Regions from separate parts of the Oryza sativa genome. Here region 2 is linked to region 1. Evidence: chromatin contacts called from public HiCAR-type data. All regions are on one chromosome and are shown on one strand. Each heading gives the region's core, a stretch centred on a gene start, on an enhancer-like site or on the middle of the called end of the contact. The rest is flanking DNA. Distances are from core to core; before and after follow the strand shown.

The links. HiCAR-type assays count read pairs that join an accessible place to other places.
Region 2: a contact with region 1 is called in a HiCAR-type map of leaf, with 2.5 times the contacts expected there. The contact joins the promoter of LOC4344604 here to the promoter of LOC4344600 in region 1. A contact is called at or near these places in 4 of 15 Hi-C or Micro-C datasets (leaf, panicle, seedling and 1 more) and 1 of 4 datasets of contacts at active chromatin or transcription factors (leaf).

Annotation. Positions count from the first base shown.
Region 1 is chr8:1,854,427-1,857,817 of ASM3414082v1, reverse strand. LOC4344600 (plant cysteine oxidase 3) reads right to left here and starts at 1,703. Exons shown (of 6, transcript XM_015793137.3): 1 at 1,370-1,703; 2 at 1,046-1,206; 3 at 765-912; 4 at 239-439. The coding sequence starts at 1,541.
Region 2 is chr8:1,998,851-2,002,241 of ASM3414082v1, reverse strand. LOC4344604 reads right to left here and starts at 1,558. Exons shown (of 5, transcript XM_015792785.3): 1 at 1,532-1,558; 2 at 1,242-1,419; 3 at 819-1,034; 4 at 410-627. The coding sequence starts at 1,419.

The DNA of each region.
Region 1 (3,391 bases), core at 454-2,953:
TTTTGAGTTTTGACAACATATCAACAAATTAAATTTTCTTCTCATATAAATGAACATAATGTACAAGGTGATTGCTGTTCCTGACAGAAAAGGACTGAACAGCACTGTGACTAATAATATATGTTTTGAACAAATACCAGAGATGGCTGGTATTCTGCTTCCACCAAAATGGTGGATTTAGTTAAACATGAATCTGACACAAACATGTAATATGATGACAGTGAGGGATTTCACTTACAGAAGCTAGAAAATGGATAATCGTGAAAATAGGTGCAAACACGGCCAGAAGATTCAGAGTATGGTGGGGCAATGACATCAAGAACAGCACATGATTTTACTGAAGTGAAGCAGTGCATGTTCCCACCACTTTGGGGATACAAAACAGCAGTTGGACAAGGGGCATTCAGAACATCATCCGTATGTAACTTTCCAAGTTTCACTGCACATCAGGAGAAAGAAAAAAAATCCTTAATATACCAGAACCCGAAAAATCATCAAGGCATAGAAATGAGCAATCTAAAATGATGCCTGAGCAACAGTGCAACACTAGTGACCAATAGGGTTGGGTAGTATCAATACTATTACTATGCTACAACCAATATTGTTCATTAACTTGGTACTGTAGAAACCATCTGAAGAAATAAATGTTTTCAGTACACTTGTATTCTCAGAGACAACGAGTTCATTAAGTCATCACTCTGCAATGCAATATATACTAGTAGATAAATAAAAACAAATATTTGAAACAGGGTATGAAAAATAACCTGGCTTGCCATTTGCTAGAACAGCAGGCTCTACCCAATCATACGATTTGACATGCATCGAACCATAGAGTAATTTGCTCAACACAGTCATTCCCGGATGATCATGGAGAGGAATAACCGCCGATGTTGGTAAGCAGAATATTCCAATCTACAGAACAAACACGAAGCAATTGCAGATTAGCAGAGAAGATATCCAATTATTCATTAACTTCTAGTAGTATTCTCTGTCACAGAAGTGTTACAAGAAGATGACCAAATTGAACATTTGAACATCCACATACAGAGAAGGCGTCACACTCGTAGACATGCAGGTAGGTTATGGGTTGCGCCCATCTAGCAACCCTTGCTGAATTCTTCAAGAAGTTTGATTCAAAGAACCCAAATCCTCTTCCATCCTCAAGATTATCATCTCTGAGTCCAACATCCACAGGAGTGATTGTATCTGAACACAAAACTCACATCCAATTCCTCAATACATCAGCATACGAACGATTTTGCAGAGGAAAGAGCAATCAATTGGCTGTCCGAACTCTGAACACAAGAACAAAACAAAAATTGGGCCGAGGTCGGGAGGAAGAGGAGTTGGTGGAGGTCAGGTGACCTACCCATGAGAGAGGAGATGGCGCCGATGGCGTGGTCGGGAGGTGGAGACGACGGCGAGGAGGACGCGGCGACGGAGGACGGCGACGGGAAGGTGCGCTTGCAGAGCTCGTACAGCGCCTGCACCCGCGACGGCGTCGACGTCGCCGGCGGCCGCGTCGGTATGCCCCACCCCATTGAGGCCGTCGACGACCTAGATGTCCCCCTCTCCCACTCTTCTAGCTTGCTCCCTTCTCGCCTTCTTCCTCCTCTTCTCCCTCCTCGCGTGGTCGCTGGAGAGGAGCAGCGCCGCCGCGGCGAGCGGTGTCGCGACGCGAGGGCTCAGGCGGCGCGTGGCGTACTGTCTCGTCTCTTCCAGCGCGAGGATTAGGTTGCTGTTCGTGGGCCGTGTGGGCCCAATATGGGCCTTAGTTGTATTAGTAGTATTTACTAGTGGGCTTTGAGTTTAAACTTTTTTTTAGTTTTTCTTTTGTATACTAGAAATTGACTGGAATTCTGAGCTCCTTCAAGCTTTCCATCACAGAGCTACATAATTTTGTTCCTAATTTTATGGCAGCTACAGAAGATTAATTTGCCATTCGATTCTACTTGTTCACATACTGGTCCGGACATTTTGTTGCCACTTTCACTAAATTTATATTATGAACCTAAAAAATTATAGCTGATGCATTGTGTTCTCGGCTTCTCGCAGAAATCTTGGTCAACACCACCATCGTCTCTAATCTTTAAATGTAACTCTATTCTGTCTAGTGCACCAAGTACTCGATTATTAGGTCCTGTCAAAGTTAATGGTTCCTCCTGTAAATAGATTAGGGAAAATCATGTCAGAAATGCCCACAAAAAAACACCAAGCTCGACAAGTCCAATACAATTAAGACAATGCCAACTGTATGTTAAGAGAAATTCCGGTACTTCCTCTGGTCATAACGCAGTTGACTTTGACAACAAAATTTGATAATTTGTCTTATTAAAAAAAGTACACTAATTTTTTTATGACTTATTTTATTGTTAAAGGTACTTTAAACATGATATTTTTGCATATTTTTACACTAAACTTTTAAATATGATAAATGATCAAGCTTTATGATCAAAATCAACTGCATTAAATATTTATAACTGGAGGGGGCACATACTACGTACATATAATAATTTTAGGTATTTTACCATCAAAGTTGGGTTTGCATAAATAGTAAATACAACTCAACTAAAATGGATCCAAGCGAGTAAAGTAGCATTATTGTGCATTATTGTTCTTTTCTTCAAATGAGAGAACATTATTGTGCATCTGCACATCAGACTGTCTCACTAATTAAGAACAATGTAGCCAACAAAAGAGGATTGTTAATTAAGGGGGCAAACAGAATGTAACGGATTGGTGTACTTCGAGACAGATACAATCTTTTTGTGGCATAACACTGTCATCAAGCCATGGCTTCTGAATTAAGCTCTAGACCCTACTGAAACCAGAAAATTACCAACACAATAATTCCCTAGATCTTAATTGGCAAGCATGGCATTCATAATCACACATATTGATCACGCATAAAAACACACAATAAAGTTAATTACCAGCGTAGAGAATTAAGTTACCTGTAATAATATTCATCAGGCTAGATACCTGCAAATCTCGCTGGTGCATAAGGTGACCATGATAGCCAAGTTCTTCGGTCGAACATCAAGCTTTGCTAATCCTTGAAGCATGCCCTTCCTCACATCAACAGCAAACACAACTTCCAACCTATCCGTTTTCATGGGGCTAGTTATAGAAAGCAAGAAAATCACATCTTCATCCATGCTTAATTATGGTGGGGTTTCCAATTGGAAGTTTTTTGAATATTGTTTCAATTGTCTCTCTGTTTTCGTCGTCGTCGCTGCAGCTCAGATTAGAACGACAGCTGTCGCTTAAGCTGATGTGTTTAATTATCATCGATTTCACAGTCAATCTGCCAATCATCATCACAGCAGCACGAAGAAGAACAATTCACCGGCATTGGCATGCTATATGTTGTAGCCTTCCATCCACGATC
Region 2 (3,391 bases), core at 309-2,808, 140 kb before region 1:
TCAATATCATGCCAAAGAGAAATTTGGGTAGATTCGATACGACACGAAGATATGAGCTTTTATGTGCTTATCACCAAAAGATTTAGGATCACTTAGATGCCACTACTAGAAGATCCAAGACTTTCAAAAAAATTTCACACCACCAACTACTGTCTCAAAAGACGCGAATAGGGAAGAACCTAATATCAAATAATTAGAAGGGGTGAGGATTTGAACCCAGGTCGTCTAGCCCACCACCTTGTGGAGCTAGCCGGAAGACCTCTGGGCATTTCTCCCACCAACTACTGTCTCATCCCATCAATCAATTAACCTGCTAATCAGGTTGCATCTCCCATTGTACAGGTTTGTTATGTTTACAATGTATTTGATTAGTAGAAGCAATGTTTAAGAGGGATACATGAGTACATACCGGTGAGGTGATGAGTTGGGGATTGTCCCTGCTTCGCCTGAACAAATAGACGCATCTGTAGTCTTGCTGATCCCTCGCAAGAACGGTGCCATATATTCTGACAGGGTAACCCACGTCGGACTCGGCAACCTTGATCGCTATGATATTCAGTGAGTCATCCAGCCACCAATATTCAGAGGGATCGAGCGAGTTAATTGGTGGCCCAGGCCCAATCGTTGCTGTATCAAAATCAATATTCCAAGAATGTGAATGTTTCGATGCATGATATGGACACATAACGATCAAGGATGTATATGTATACAACTACTACAACATATATATACTAGGTGTAGGGATGAACATGAATGGATTTAAGATAATGAAAAAGAAGGAATTATGATTGGAAATTAACAAAATAATGTATACTCACACTCTTTGTCAAGATCGAATAAGGCTATGTTGTGGATGCAGAAGCGGGTGTATACGATCCCACCTTCCTTGGGGTCATATTCAGCAAACTGATTGCGACGAACAATGTGAAGAACCCTCAGCACCTTATCCTCCCATGTGGGCTCCACTTGCCGCTGCTCACCCACATCCTCCATCTCAATGCTGCATCCACTACTAACATCTTCTTCGGCACCAGCTGTAAAATAAAAATGCCATATTAAGATATTTTTAATTTTTATTATCTTATACGTTACATCCAGCAGCAACCAAGCAAGGAATCAGGAATCAAACAGGGTAAACTATACATATCGGGCTGCTCACATAATCAATACACTTATACACATATACTAAATATCTGAATTATCTGAATGATAATGGAATAATAATGTACACTACTACTCACCACAAGAGTAATCTAATTTCTCCTCCACCTCCATGTCGACGGATCGATTAGCGCTAGAAGGGGAAGAATCTCCATCTTCGGCAAGCCCAGGCACCTTCTCCCGCTTGCGCTTGATTGCAACCATGGGCCGCTCCCCCGCAGCCGAACCCCCACCGTCTTCGTTGGCCCCGTCCGCCATCTGGGAAGAAGACGATGCGGCGCGCTGTTGTTCATGCATGATGGCCATAAAAAAAAAGAAGAGCGCGATTGCATCGAATTGGGAAGAAGAGGGGATCGATGTGCGCGCGTACCAGGGAGATGTCGCCGCCGCCGCCCGCAGAGAGAGAGAGAAGGGGGGGGGGGGGGGGAACCTAGGGTTTGCTCGCTGCGAGGGCTAGGAGGAAGAACAGGCGGTGTCGTGAATCGTGATAACAGGCGGTAAGGGTTGTTGATGGGCTGGGCTAGCTCTCCTCTTTTCGGCGGCGAATAAGTCTATTATGACTCCTCAAAACCGCAAAACCAGGTATAACGCCTCCCTCATCTTCAAAACCGGGTGCAAATCGATTGCTTTAGTAGTTTCGGAAGCGGTTTTCTATTGACGTGGTGGATTGACCGTGGCTGACTCACCTACTCTCTCCGTTTCATAATGTAAGTCATTCTAGCATTTTCCATATTCATATTGATGTAATTCATTAACATCAATATGAATATGGAAAATGCTAGAATGACTTACATTGTGAAACGGAGGAAGTAGTAAACATGTCTCTCAGCTAGAAAACTAGTACAAATTTTATTATAGTGGGGCCCATATGTCATCTCCTCTTCTCTATCCCTCCTCTCTCCCCTTCCGGTATGATGGGAGCACGCTCTTCGCGAAGGTCCTTGGTGAGATGATGACGAGCTCGACAAGGAGACGAATAGATGTCCGACATCCCTCACCGCGTCACTCACTGGGCACCACCATTGCCTCCTACATGTATGCCTTCTCCATCATGGAGCAGTTTGTCACTTCGGCGTTCTTCTCTGCCTCAGAGGACTTCTCCCTCCTCTCGGGAAAGGTCTCAGACACAACGTTCTTCCCGGGCGATGGGCGTGGAGGATGTGCTGGCCCGGTACTTGTGGAGGCGATGTGTTGGCTCTTCCGCGAAGGGAGCTCCTCCGCTATGGCGATCGTCTCGGATGTGGTGCTCCACTAGGCGTCGCGCGTAGAGCACGGTGCGGCATGACGCTCGCGATTGAGGCTATGTGGTGGCCATTGCTCTGACCTACTGGGCAGTGGCGCCGCATGCGAACATCCTGGCACATGGGCGATGAGCGGCTTCCTCAGACATTGTTGCTTGAACTCGACGCTAGACCGCGAATGCTAATTGGCGCGCGTGCATTGCCGGCGCGTACTTCCGGCCCACAAGGCCCACGCATGCGCGCGCCTTTTTCTTCTTTTTTTCTTTTTTTTTTCGTTGTTCGCTGTTCCTGCCATATGGATAGGAGAAAAAATCGTAATTAGTTTAGATTAGTTTCCTATTTTTACTAATGATTAGTTTACTAGTCATTTTTAAATCTTAACTTTAAAATTTTCAAATTTGAATTTGAAAATTTTCAAATCTCGAGTTGAAAGTTTTCAAATCTCAAGTTCAAAGTTTTCAAATATTTCAAATCTAGACTTGAAAGTTTTCGAATCTCGAGTTGAAAGTTTTCAAATCTCGAGTTGAAAATTTTCAAATCTCAAGTTGAAAGTTTTCAAAATTTTCAAATATGGACTTGAAAGTTTTCAAATCTCGAGCTGAAAGTTTTCAAAATTTGACTATAAAATTTAAATCATAAATCGAAAGTTTTCAAATCCGACTTAAAAATTTTCAATCTGTTAGTAAAAAAATCTCCCGAAAAAAGAAAGAAAAATCTTGAGAATCTTCCCTAATTACCCATCATTAGTGTTAAGTATTAACTAATAGTTATAGGAGAGAAATGCTCGCTGCTGGCGCGCACGCGCCAGCTAGCAGCCCCCATGCTAGACACCGTCTGCACCAGCGTGCCCCTCATGACTAGTTGGTGGAGAGGAGAGTGAGGGAGAGGTGGGGGAAGAAGAAAAGGAATGAATATGACATGTGGGGCCCTCCATATATGTTTTGCTATGTGTCACGACCGGAAATAACCCAAGGGGCGTTCCTTACGTG